2 separate regions of the Anas platyrhynchos genome follow, and region 1 is linked to region 2. Evidence: chromatin contacts called from public Hi-C data. All regions are on one chromosome and are shown on one strand. The core of a region is the stretch at or near the end of the contact, and the rest is flanking DNA. Distances in the headings are between cores, read along the strand shown. Region 1 overlaps DLEC1 (DLEC1 cilia and flagella associated protein). Region 2 holds the start of LOC101797805 (cryptochrome DASH).

Region 1 (6,864 bases), core at 1,580-4,079, 98 kb before region 2:
GTTTGATAAACCTTTGCAGTTTTGTTGTAGCCAGATCACCTGTATACCAAAGACTGTTTTGGGGAAAAAAACAATAATCTTTTAACAATAGAAGATGTTGAACTATAATTTACATATCTCTTTGCAAGGTTTTAGTGCTGTCATTTCATAAACTGGACAAAACATCCATGGTACCAGACCTTAAGGCAGATCATAATGACACAGTCAAACTTTATTTCCAAACTAAATGTTCCAGCATGCGAGTGCAGTGGAGAATTTTACAGTACCACCCTATAAGACTGAAGATCTCTGTTTATCTTGGGCTTCCAAATTAACACCACGTAAATTACTTCTTTCCAGAGCAAAAGAACAACAGAGGGGAAAAAAAAAAAAAAAAAGAAGTTATTTATATAAGCTTTATTCTTCCTCCTGCTTTATGTAGACAGCAAGGACAGTAAAATGTGCTGGGACTATTCACTGAAGGGGGCGGAGTGAAGAAAAGGTACTGGGTTTGCACCATACCCAAATTCAGCATCCTTGTAAACCCAAGAGAAGAGATTTTGAGCTCTTAGAGCACTATTCCACTCCCACCATTGTTTAGCTGAAACAAACTAAATTAACAACTCTGAATTAATTAATTTGTGAATAATAAACTGGTGTGAAGTTAACTGCATATAGTGAAATTCATGGTTGTGTTATGTCTGTTCTCACATGTGCTCCTGGCACTTGTCACCTGCCAGCTGTCACGACACTTCTGTGTGTAGAGAACATGAAAATTCCCTTTCTGCCTGCTAACTGCAGTGTGGGGCCTCTGTAGTCCATAACATGTTTGTGAGCTATCTTCTGCAGTGCCAAAAATGTGCAAATTCAGCTCTTACAGAACTAAACCCAATATCCAGTAGTTTGGACCATTAAGATTTCTTATTGCGCTGCCAGAGTTCTCTATAACTTGTTATATCTGACTGATATACTTCTTTTATATGTAGCATGATTATTCTCTTTTTGAATGTGGTTGTCTTTATCCATTTTTTATATCAGAAAAAATGGCTTTAATTTGGTAGGTCACCATGTTATACACAATAAATTTTCTACACAGAATAGGTCCTTACAAGGGTAGAAGTAGAAAAAATGAAAAGCAGTAAATGCTGATGACAAAAATCTTAGTCCTTTTACACTTGTCTTCACAACCACATTGCCTCATGCATATCTTAAATCTCCTGAAATTGTCTGTGGCATAAGAAAATAGGACTGATGTTTTAATACTTACTTTTTTTTCTGACAGTGATGGAAGACAAATATTACAAAGCCCCTGTGATCTTCTCCTAGACTTCGGATCTGAAGTTACATTCAAAGATATAGTAAAACGTCAGCTGATTATTACCAATCACACCGCAATCAGTGCACCATTCAAACTAGAAGCTGAGTATTTTACTGGCTACTCACCTACTCCAGAAGAAATCTGCCTGTAAGTCTTAACCTTTCTGCATAATAACTCAAATACTAATAGAGATCTGGATTAAAAATGAAATCAAGACAGAGTGCTGTTTCCTGTGTCACAAGATGCACTTTCTGCAGTTCTCTGGTGTTGGTTGATTTTGTTTTAGATTGATTTTTTTTTTTTTTAAAGCTCTTTGACTCTGGTAATGAAAAGTGCTGATGATACTTCCTGCAGGAACAGATCGCTTGCAGTGCCAGGACAGAAGTTTTAGCTGGCATAAATGACAAAACACTATTGTTGCCAATGGATGTAAGCTGGTTTGTACCTGCCAAGGCTCTGTTGTGCTGGGTTGTACACAGCCTTACAACACTTTTAAGTTAATTCTCACTTAAGGATGTTACTTCCAAAAGATACTTTGCAGGCAGTCCTTCTTTAAGTAATAATGGCCACTAAATGATTAGTCAGCTGAGCTGTTATTTTAGCAGAGACAAGGTCATTTCACAGAATTGTCATGTGTTTTTTTTTTTTTTAATTTTTTTTTTCAAGCTCTTCAGGCCACCTGGTGAAAAGGAGAGGGCCCATCACAAAACATGCAGCCAAAAGAGCGCAGTCAGGTATGAGAAATATTTGTTATCCCACACAGTGGAGAGAAGGCAAAAACCATCTGACTACCACATTCAGCATTAAATCTGCCAGTCAGGCACATAGTTTTTTTTTTCCTTGGAATGTTTGGCTAAGTCTACACTTAAACAGCTTGGTTCCTCACTTCATTCTTGAGGCTGAAACTCCACATTGCATAAGCATTAGGTCATTTTTTAATTTTTTTTTTTTTAAAAGAAACCAACGGTCTTAAACAAAGATGGGTGATTCTACTTATAGTTCATTCCCAGTACAGACAAGATGTATAACCTTTGGCCGTTTCCTTTCTATGTTGTCTTCCGATACCATTGCAGCAGGCCTTTCTCCCTCAAACCCTTTTATTTATCTCCCGCTGTAGAAAACTACCCCACAGCCCATCCATCATTTCTGGTGCCTTGCACTGAAAACAATAATACTTGGAGCCACAGGGGACCGAGGGAGGGGGGGAAGTGGGATCAAAATGCTGTAAAGTGTGGATGCGTCTTCTGTATCCAAAATAAAACTTGGATATATTGGTAGCTTGCCATAGTGTTTGGTATCTGTTAAAAAGACAAAGCTTTTCAGCTGTTGAATTAGCCCTTAAGATTAGAAAAAAAAGCTGTTCTGACAGATTCCATGCAAGTGTATTGATTTAGAAGACTAAGTGACTCAGAATGTGGAAGGGCTCTGCTCTTTGTAATTCACATTCTTTGTGTTGAAAAGCACACAGAGGTAAACAGGCAGCTGCTGCTAATAGAAAGATAACCAGTTAGCACAAATTCCAGCTTATTTTTTCCCAAACTGAGGGTGTGTTTTTATGTAACCAATCGTTGCCTTGCATATCTCAGAGGCCTGGAACAGGTTGTTCGAAGGGAGACTATGAAATAATCTCTGCAAGAACTGACTCACTTAAACTGCCTTTTTTTTTTTAAGGCCCACTGCAGAAGGGAGTAAAGCAGTAAAAATATGGGCTATGTAAGTGATCCCATTTTCTTTGAAGCCAGTGAGGTTATCTTGATTAACACCAGCTAAAGATCAGTCCTCTGTTTTCTTTGAAAGGCTGACTTTGTTCCATTTCCTCAAAACTTATCAAATACTTCTTTGCTGTGCTCCTTCAGCATTTGCAGCAGCGCTGCTGTCTCATGGGAAGGGAGTAGCTTTCCATGTACAACCTTCCTCAGGAACTCTGAAAGCCTTCCAGCAGCTAATCATAGAAATAACAGCTTACAACAACATGTGGGGAGAATACCGCGATGATCTTGTCTGTAAGGTAGGTGGGGCTTGGTTTCAAATTAAATATTGCTATAGCAGATTTGACACCAATTATATTTCCCAGATTCCTTTCTGTTAAAAATTCTTTTTCAGGTAATTAGCTTATCTGTAAAAGTTCAGGGTAGTTATTGCTACCATTACCTCCAACGACATGTAAGGAACAATTCCTTGCTCTTGCAGTTCTTGGTGTAGTTCTGGGGTAATGTGTCCCTGGGGAGTTTTCCATGTGTCTTAAAAGTAACTGGAGCAATTTTGACAAATAAAATATGTTTGGTAGCTGGCCAGTGCACTATGCTCTACCAATACAATTATTAATTATATTATATAGGAAGGCCGCAGGGAAGCTGATTAATGTATGAGCTTTTGTATTCTCCTGCTGAGAAAAACTTTAGCTTATGAATTAGGTGCATATGAATTAGGTGCTTTTAAAAGATACAAGTCAAAACATATGAAAATCCAAACTGGTTTTCAAAACGTAATTTTATAGCCAAGGTACTAGAGTTATATCTTGATTCTAATAGCAAAAAATCATTTTTAATAGGTGGGAGACTTACAAACTAAATTAATTCCTATGCAAATGACTGTGAAAGGCTGTCCAATCTTCCTGCAGATGACAGGACCACAAACACAGCAACCCATCATCAGGTACAGCCCAAAATAGTGTCAGAGAAGTCAGACAATTAAACACCACTGGGCAGTAGCCAACATATATACCTGTTCCCATCTTCCTGTGATATAATGAGCAGGTCAGCACAGTGACTGCAGAAGTACAATAACTGCTTCTGTAGCACCAATGCATTTGTCTCTGCCAGCATAATTTAAAAAGAATATACAAACAAATCTTCCTGACTTCACATGTTCACCCTGAAATGTCTAAGAGACAACTAAGACTGGAAGAAAGACTGATTAAAGAAAGTAATGTTGTATTTTGCAGCATTGGCCATGTGTTACCTGCTGGCCAAACTTAACAGGCTGCCAGTGCAGCCAGATATGCTCCAATTTAAATGAATTTTTATCGAAAAATTGTTTTGGACATTCACTTATTCTCTGCATGTTCTAACAGCAGGTTTCCCCCCTCAGGTTTGGCACTTGCGTTTCTGGAGGGTGTCCTGTGTTACGGAGTGTGCGGCTCAACAATCCCACTCCCTTTGGTAACACTAATTTTTGTAAAACAAACACCAACACTTGCATTGTGCTCCCTGTAATAATAAAAATAGAACAACCCATTAACATGTTAACTAACTGGCCTTGTTTCCTTATCAGGATGTTTTTTGTAAAGACATTGACAGTCTGTAAGACAATATCTAAGCTGTTTTCTAACTTGGCTAGTACAGAAAAATAGTACGAGTTGTCTGGTCTTTATCTGAATGGTAGTATTTATTATTAGGGCATTATTGCCATGAGTATTAGTTTGCTGTCTGCAACAGTAAATCATCTGAGCTCCAGACAGAGGACAGGAAAATGTGTTACTGACTCAATGTGTTATTACTATGAAACAGCACATCCCATCCTAGTGCATCTGGGCTCGTATTCCTCATTGAAATGATGCAAATTCAGGATTTTCCATACTGTTTTTGTGAAATTCTCACCTGCTTCTTAGCGGCATCAGGCTCTTCTGTGTTTAGTCTTTTTATCTCAAGTGAGATTTTAAGCTCTTCAAAGCAATGCTCAATCACCTTTTTTTTTTTCCTGAATGCCACCAAAAATGTTTGCTTAACAAACAAAGTACTTACCGTTTATTTTAATGTTTACTTATCATTTATGTTGATGTTATTGAAATTATAGTTTGGGATCTAGAGAGCTGTAACAAGCTGTAATAAGGGTATGCACACATGCTCTTAACTCAATATCGTTTGTTTACAGCAAACATGGCAAAGCTTAACATGTACTCTAATACAAATCCAGTTGCTAGACAACAAATTCTTTACTTGATCTTCTTGTTCCATAGAGCCAACTAAGCTGTGAGTCTTCTGAATGACCAGAAACAACTGTCCTTTCTCCTTTCAATTCAGACATCCGCCTGGACTGGGAAACTTACAACCAAGTAAAAGATGATAAAAAGCTGGTGGACCTGTTGATGTTCTTTGGAGACCCTTTCCCTCCTAAGGACGTGGATGAAAATGAGACTGCATCAACTGGTAGCAACTCGGAGTTGGAGATCGCGTTAGAATTGGATCAACCCCCCATTCCCTGTGGAAGCGTTTATCCAGCCTTGCAAACCACCGATGAGGTCAGCTGTTAGTCTGTTTTTTATACTGCTGCTGAGATACATGATGGGTTTCTTGGCATGAACGGTTGAAAACAAGAACATGCAAGGCCTGGATTATTAAATGTCAGCTCCTCTCAAAAGTCAAAAAAGCAATGCATCAGTAGGTGACTATAGGTATCAGTAATCAGTTTCCAAAACAAGCTATAAACAAATAGCTCTTCAGCTTCTCCTTCTCTTTAGGAAAGCTAGTCTGATACTTCTTAAAACAGTCTTTGACAAACAAATCAGTTTGGATCTACTTTTCTCATGGCTACTTTAAGTGCTGCAGTCACAGAGCAGAATCTACAGTGCAGAGTTCAAATCACAGCTAATGTCTTGGAGGCATTTTTCCTAGTGCCAAACCAGACTGGTTCTGTTAGATGTTACCATGTTGTAACAGACTCTAATATGTAAAGTTTTATTATAATATGGCAACTTACTGCTGTGAAAGACTGGGAACAACAGCAAGAAGGTGTTATGCAGGATCTAGCAAAAGCTTCACAGAAAGCACCTTTTCTCTGTTTCAGCTCAGAAGGCATAGTTGTTCTGAAAACACCTCCAATGTTCCACGTGCAGCAAGGGAAAGTTGTTTCCCTAGAGTGCTGGTTTATATAATGGGCCTGGGATGTTTCAGCTGAGTGCTGCTCTTTGCTGAACAGGACCCAAGCATGCACATTTTTCAAGAGGTTTTGGTTTGAGGAGAGCAAACCTATGCATGAAAAAATGTATGTGCAGGACACATCCATGTGTCCAGCTTTTGTGCCAGAAAGAAACTGGAGCTGGCCATGCTTACGGACAGTTCCCTGTACACTTCACTTGCATTCCTCCTTTGCAACGTAACCGTTTTAACCATTCCCCACCCTTGTGTCCCTGCAGTCTTCAGGCACAGACAGCAAAGAGATCGCTCAAGAACCTGCAATGCAGAAGATTGTCTCTGTACTCATACGGCCTCATGAAGGGGTTCCTGCTAACAACCCCTACTCCGTCACTCCAAGACAGATAGTAAGCTGTACATTTCTTTGTGCTTAGATTTAGCATGTTTTCTGTAGGATAGCAGAGACAAAGGAAAAGGAAGCTTGGGGTTGGAGCAGAGACTACTAAACAGTAGGCCTGGAGGGCGAGAACAACTTCTCCCTTGGCTTGCCTCAGTGAAGTGTGTGGCATGGAGTGGGAGGCATCCAGCCTGATGCTCTAGCAGCACATTATTTAATCAGTGCAGATTTGCTAAGTAAAGCTGGCAGGCTTAGAAAGCAGGCTGCTGGGAAAGGGGTTTTTGGTAGACAACATTTCTGAATAAACAGTTGTAACT
Region 2 (7,135 bases), core at 3,717-6,216:
TTTACCATAAGTGGGACCCGTCCCATTAGCCATAAACTTATCCGCACGCATCGACTGCAAACCCGCAGTTTTTCCCTTAAATCTGTCACGAGGGGGGGGAGAAACAGCAGAAACAATCACAAGCTGGCTGTTTACGCCTGTTTTGTTTTAGAAGTGGGCTTGCACAGAAAGTTTGCAGCCCTGCTGCACAGACAGCTCGCAGCCATCTCTTATCACAGCAGCCATATGTCCTCGTTTCCTCAGCTGCAGCAAAATACGAGCCGTAATTAGGAAGCTGGGGGTAAAGCGCGTGGCATCCAGCGCTGGGAGAGTGGATTTGGGTGAAGGTTACAAAACACAGAAGGGAGCAGTCCCTCTGGCTTTCCGTTGCGTGGTTGTTGGTCTGTTAACCACCCAAATCCTCCACGCATGGGGGAAACCAGGAAGGTTTGTGAGGGGCCTGATGCATTGGGTTTGTGCTCAGCCGGTCCTGGGCATTTAATTTCCTGTGGAAATGACTCAAAATCAAGCCTCAAAATGCGATGAACTGACCTGCTGCTGTTTAAATCCCTTTGATAAGGTCTCAGGACATGTGGAGGGGATTGAGAGCGTTCGTGGATGTCCTGTGGAAAGCCTTCCTATGGGATGCACAGCCCGGCGGGGAGATCCCACTTTCCAGCATGGAGCTAACGTGGTTTCAGCAGGGAAACAAGGAGCAGAAGGGTCCCGCAGGAGCACTCAGACATTTTTCTGGCTTCTCCCTGACCAAAATCACAGACAGTTGTCATCTGTGGCCAATGTTCAGAGCTGGTGAGCAAAACTCAGTGTCACCCGCTGCCTTTTCACTTCACCCACGTGTTTCCGTGAGGGTGCTCCGGGATGGATAAAAATTAACCATCTATGCAATTAGCACACCGAAACAGCTGCCCTTGCGGCATGTCCGCGTCCTTCCAACCTCTTACTTTGTCCAAAAGGGAGACATTTCCCAAATCTCGCAGCAGCCAGCGGTCGTGAAATGCCCTTTCGCCCAACTCGGTGTGCTTTGTGCGAGGGGCATTTCTTGAATCCATCTGAAACTACACGAGAAAGGAGAGAAATAGCCCGGCGGCGAGATAAGATGATTATCTCCCCAGCGAACAATAGGACCACGGTCAAAATTAAAAATAATTGGATTGCAAATAGGAAGCCTCGTAAAGCAGCAGGAATAGAGGAAACATGACTAATTTTTTTTTTAGCTTGTCTGAACTCACACAACGGAGTTCTGCAAGCGCCGAAACTTTGAAATCGAGATCTGTGGAAAACCCACGGGGGGAGGATGGCAGGAGTCCAACTGCAATAGTACAATAGCAGCAAGTTGATGCAGCTCGTAGATCTGATCTAAATGGGTAAATGGCGACAGACAAAAGCTATTTTAGGTAGAACTTGGTGGGGACCACGCTAAATATTATTTGGGGAGGAGTGGAGAAAGTGAAGGCTTTTTACCTGACTCCTTTTTTTGGTTCACATGTGTCACCCGCAGGATCAGGGCTCAGCTCTTAGCGGGCCTGCAGAACAATCCTTCACATCCTTGTTCAGTGCTGGCTCTTCCCATCTCCAGCACAGAACCTTTCCTTGCTGCACGGGAAGGAGAAGGGGCCTGCAGGACTGCTCGGAATGGGGGATTCGTCCCCAAGAGAAAACTCCAAGAGATGTGGAGCCCATACCAGGCATCACAGAAAGGGCCTGGTGTCTATCGACGTACCTCAGCGGGCAGGAACATTGGGATCTGTGTTTTACGATGCCTGAGGTGACCTGAGTGTATCCTTCTATAAATGTAACTGTCTGGAATATTCCGTGCTTCCATTATCATCAGAGATGGCTCTCTGAGACGCAGGCAGCCAACGCTCGGATGCGCTGTGGCAGTGATGTTACATCCACCGTGCAGCACGAGAGCTGGAGGCAGAGGCTGAACCGAGCCGTTCCAATAATACAGGAGGAAGTCTGAATCAGAACACGACAAAGACGTGATGTTCCCAGGCCTAATTGTGACCACAAAACCGCAAATTCTTTTTTTTTTTTTTTTTTTTTTTTTTGCTTTAGAAGCCTTTTGAACTGAGATTCCTACTCAGCCGAGGGTTGAAGCAAGTCTTCGGTCAGCTCTGGTGAAGCCACGTTGGATTACATTAAGCAAGGATTTAATTTATTGACATTAAGCTACTTTAATTGCAGCTGTGCGCATCTGATCCTTCAGCCAGGTAGGTTCTTCTTGTATTTTGAGGGCATACTCCAGGCGAGGGCGTGTTACAGCAGCCACAAGCAGTAGCTGACCCTAGCCACTAACCCATTTATTTAAACCGTTTGGCAAACCTCAGCCGAGTGCAGTAATTGCAGGTGGATGAGAGCTCGCAGAAAGTCATCAGGCTCCTGATGGAGGAAACAGCGCTGAAAGGCAGCGGGGGAAATGACAGATTTAATGATCACGGGCTGACCTAGGGAGAGCGACCAGTCTGTGTGCTGTCCTACAAAGGTGGCAGAACCAAAATCAGACGGTCCTCACACACTGCCTGCTGGCAAGAGCCAAGACAAGCCAAGAGCTCTTCAAATAAGTGTGGCAAATGGCACCGGGGAAAGGCTCTGATGGAATATCAGAAAAGGAAGAGGTGTCTAATGCTGGTGGGGAGGATTTAGGCTGCTCAACTCCCAGAAAATGAGATTGTCCTTGTCATACCCAAGGAGACGTTAGGGCATATGCTTGGCCATGGCAGGACTGCAAACAGAATCACTCCAAGCTATCTTTGAGCGCTACATCACAGGTAAGCTCTTACAGAAACAGCTGATGGTGGCGTGGTTCAAGATTCTGTGCAGGGCACGGGGGGAGACTCAGTAAACCATCAAACAGTGGTGCCAGCCGTTTCATGCACGACAAACTAGCTGCAGAAGCATCGTTCTCACAGAGGCTTAGAGAAAGCAAAGGCTGGGACCTGCTTCCAAACTGAGAGAGGAAATTATTTAGGCCCGTTTTGTTACTTTAGCCACCTGAAACACCACCTGAGTGGAGCTGGTTGGTCACAGGTGCTTATGGACATGGACGTAAATGGACAGAGGAGAGAGGAGGAGGAGAAAAGGAAGCTTGGACCCCCCTCCAGTTCCTCTGGCACAAAACCAGCTGGCTTTCTGGCAGGTTTGTTCTGCACAAGGCATAAAAGGAGAGTGTGCTGCAGGAACGATGAGGTGTAATTCTGTGGCTCTGTTACCCATGATAGGTGCAACAAACATTTCTGACCGTGGCACCTCTGGGAATAAACGCAAGCTGATAAATGGCTTTAGTGAATGAACAGGGACACCCGAAGGGGAAGAGGACGGCTACGTGAGTTCACAGACCTCCCCCCATGTCCCACGAACGTGGAAAGCTTGTTCCGTGCTGGCGTAAGGCCTGCTGCTACTGCAGAGCCTCCTGGCAAAGGTTCGGCGCTGCTTAGGGGGGATTGGAAAGCTGGAACGCCACCTCGGAGTGAAGAGACAGGTGTCAGTGGAAAAAAGTAAATAAAGTTTTTTTTCTCGGTGACTGTGTTCATCGGAATGGAAAAACCAGGCGAGGATCTCCAGAGCCCACGGATAACACAGACAGCTCTCCTGGTTTCTAATTTTGGAACAAAGTGCTCCTCACCACCGCTTTTCCTGAACACCATTGCATCCTTTACACAAACAGCAATCTGGCTGAGCCGTGCTTGCTTCTAAACCCACTTTTGCTTCCTCCTCGGCGTAGCAGGAGTTTCAAATCTCCTCTCTTCTCTTTATTTCTGCTAAAGCAGCCTTCCTTTCCAGTGGGAAAGGAGCATTTTCAGCCTTTGGGCACCTCTCTCTTGCACGCACCTTAAATAAGACCTCTTGGATTCGCAGTGCCAGCTCTGAGCAAGCCACCAGCGGATGTCATTACTCGTCTGCAGACAGAAGTGAAGCCAACTGCACTGCTTGTCCTTACCCTGACGAAGGCAGAGGCAAACGGGGAAGATTTACTAAACCAGATTGATAAAACCCTTTAATTTCTGGTGCGATGAGGGGAGAGGCTTCCCTCCGCAGCGTGCGCGTTGTGAGCCGACAGCAGTGTTTTCCTTGGGCGCGGGCCAAAGTTTGCGGCTCTCCTTTTCCTTTCACCAACCAGGAGGCCTCCGAGATGAGTCACCGGCTCTTACAGAGGGCCTGGCAGGCTGCTGAGCCAGGAAAAAGAGCCCACAGAAAGGGACTCAGGAGGTTTTGTGTCACAGGGAGCACGTGGGGAAGCGGCACCACTTCCCGCAGGCAGCCAACGCGCAGCGCTGAAAATAAAACCGGGACTCCCCAGGACTCTGTAGGATCAGGGTGCTACAATCTGGTGGGTGTTTAAGAGCCGGTGTGGCTCCACCTGATGTCCCTTTCAGCATTTTGGGTATGTCTGGAAGAATTCCTTCTTGTAAACCTGATCCCCGACATCACCAGTAACCCCTCTCCATCCTCGTCCAGCCCAGCAGCACCAGCGGGGCGGACACGAGGAGGATGTGGCTGGAGACCTGGGCCAGGGAGCCACGCAGACCGCTTGTTTTGTTTTGTTTTGTTTTGTTTTGTTTTTTAACGTTTCCTCTTATTATGAGAGCAGCTGAATGAAAAAAAAAAAAGACCCCGAGGAACAATTCAGTGAGTAATGCAGACTGAGCGAGGGATGCGTGATCCCCGCTGTCTGACGCCGAATTACGGAAACGATCGGATGAGGCCAGCCTCACTTCGCTGCCGTCAGTGCTGGGAATCACGACGTTTATTGCTGAAGTGACAGCTCGCAAGCAGCAGGTGAGCAAGCAGTAGGCTGACACCACGGTCCCCGTGCCTCCTCGGGGCTTCCAGGAGAACCACCAAGACGGGGAGTTGGAAGGGACCTCGAGGATGGCCTGGTGGCGATGCGGTGGCTCTGCAGAGCCTCAGGCAGCCAGAGGAGAACCGGGGCGGGCTGAAGGAGTGGGGAGGGATGAGGAGAATCGGGGCGGGCTGAAAGAACAGGGAGGGCTGAGGGGCCGGGCTGAGGGAGGGCCATGGCGAGGGCAGCTGTCTGCCTGCTGCGCTGCGACCTGCGGGCTCACGATAACCAGGTAGGGCCCGGCCGGAGAAATCCCCTCAGCGGGGGGGGGGTTCTGTGCAAGTACCCCGGGTGCCACCCCGCTCGTGGGTAATCTGCAGAGAGGTGGCCCCCCCCAACCCCAAGCCCAACCCTCACCCCAGCCCTAACCGTAACCCCAGCCCCAACCCCAACCCTACCCCTTACGTTAACCCCAGCCACAATTTTAACCCCAACCCCAGCCACAATTCTAACCCCAACCACAGCCCCAACCGCAAACACAGCCCCAACCCCAACCCTAACGCTAACCCCAACCCAACCCTAACCCCAACCCCAATCCCAACCCAACCCCTAACTGCAACCCTAACCCCAATCCCAACCCCAACCCTAACTGTAACCCTAACCCTAACTGTAACCCTAACCCTAACTGTAACCCTAACCCTAGCCCTAGCCCTAATCCTAACCCCAACCCCAATCCCAATCCCAGCCTGAATGCCAACCCCAACCCTAACCCCAACCCCAACCCTAAACCTAACCCCAACCCTAGCCCCAATGCCAACCCCAACCCTAACCCTAACTCTAACCCTAACCCTGACCCCAACCCTAACCCCAACCCCAGCTCCAGCCCCATCCCCAACCCCAACCCTAAATCCCCCACACCTGTGCTGTCAAGGCCCTCTCCATATTTCCAGGTGCTGCACTGGGCTGCCAGCAATGCCGATTACCTCATTCCCCTCTACTGCTTCGACCCGCGGCACTACGCGGGCACGCACTGCTACGGCTTCCCAAAGACGGGGCCGCACCGGCTCAGGTTTCTGCTGGAAAGCGTGAAAGATCTGAGGGAAACGCTCAAGAAGAAAGGAAGGTGAGAAAGCACCATAGAGATACCACATCTGTTTTAATTTTCCTTCTATTTTTCAACACTTATCTATGCTGTGAGTCAAATCCTGACAGTTTGGGGCTGTGATGACGGTTTGTTCCAGAGAGCAGCCCTTCTGTTAGCATTGGTCACTGCCCAAGCCCTGTTTGGATGGCTTGCTGTGGCATCTGCAAGGGACTGAGGCTAACTTTTCACTTTTAGGTAACATCCAGGCTGTGTGCCGTTCAGATTTTGCTTTCCTGACCTCAGATAGCACAGATGGGTCTCAGCCACAAGCTCTTTGCCCAGAATCCTGCAGAGACATGAACTGCAGTTTTCCAAGACACGGGCAGTGGCACCAAGCACCTCAGCATGCTTCTTTCCTTGTCCCTAGCAAGTTTTCCTCAGAAACCTACTTGCCAGACCTCTGTGGGTCCTGTTTTGTGATACTGGAGTTAAATTTGCTCATGCCCTGTCCCAGCAAACCTGTTCCCTTTGGCAGGCTATGCCGTGGGAAGGGGATCTTCAGGGATTCCTCTTTCATGTACCTTTAGGAACTATACTTAGGGTAGACCAGGAAATGAAAGAGATCCCAGTACTTGGGAACATTTGGCTTTGCTTAGCAGAAGATGCATCAGCGAGCCCATCTTCTCCCAGGGCAGCGCAGCGTTGGCAGGAGATGCAAGAAGAGTGGCAGTGCAGATCATGCAGGTTGAGGGGTGTTTTGGGGGGCTGAAACAAGCGATCAGTGGGTAGTTGCACCCTCACCCTGCAGCGAACAGATCCAGAGCTGCTTGAATGCTGCTGGGCCACCCTTAGTGGCTGCTGAGAGATTGTTCTGCCTGGAATTCTCTGCACCCACCTCTGGCCAGCTTTCTCACCACAGCTTCTCTTTTGGCTCGGTGCCCTGGGTACACAGCTGGGCAGTTTGTGGGGTTGCAGTGTGGGAGGGGAGTTTTGTTGATTCTTACTAAGCTGAGGAAAGAATTCCTCTGAACAATCCCACGTGAAAGCAGAGGGGGGTCTGCCCACAAGCCACCGCTACCTGCAAAGGAGATCGGAAGAGGATTCAGTTCTCAAATCTCAGCCTGTGCGTGTGTGAGGCTGAGCAGATCTGACAGATTCACGTTTAGGTAACAGCCTGGCTTTCTGCCCGGTCATCCTTTCTAAGGCTTCCGGGCTGGTAGGAATGTGTTCAGTGCAAACTCTGCCTCGGTGGCTTGCAAACTGCGTTC

The links. Hi-C and Micro-C count contacts between places; a contact is called where the count stands out from the background.
Region 1: a contact with region 2 is called in a Hi-C map of subcutaneous adipose tissue, with 2.4 times the contacts expected there. The contact joins the enhancer-like site here to the promoter of LOC101797805 in region 2. A contact is called at or near these places in 2 of 8 Hi-C or Micro-C datasets (skeletal muscle and subcutaneous adipose tissue).

What each region holds. Positions count from the first base shown.
Region 1 is chr2:154,623,781-154,630,644 of IASCAAS_PekinDuck_T2T, reverse strand. It overlaps DLEC1 (DLEC1 cilia and flagella associated protein), which reads left to right. Exons shown (of 38, transcript XM_072033868.1): 24 at 1,262-1,444; 25 at 1,964-2,031; 26 at 3,154-3,305; 27 at 3,849-3,952; 28 at 4,388-4,458; 29 at 5,320-5,537; 30 at 6,432-6,557. Among named protein-coding and RNA genes, the nearest start is that of ACAA1, 22 kb to the right of the region's middle. Within about 2 kb of position 2,829, at least 2 of the 8 cell types and tissues checked have an H3K27ac peak or open chromatin away from gene starts, as enhancers often do. A contact at or near this core is called in subcutaneous adipose tissue, where this site is marked.
Region 2 is chr2:154,527,162-154,534,296 of IASCAAS_PekinDuck_T2T, reverse strand. LOC101797805 (cryptochrome DASH) reads left to right here and starts at 4,966. Exons shown (of 14, transcript XM_072033869.1): 1 at 4,966-5,075; 2 at 5,734-5,906. The coding sequence starts at 5,019.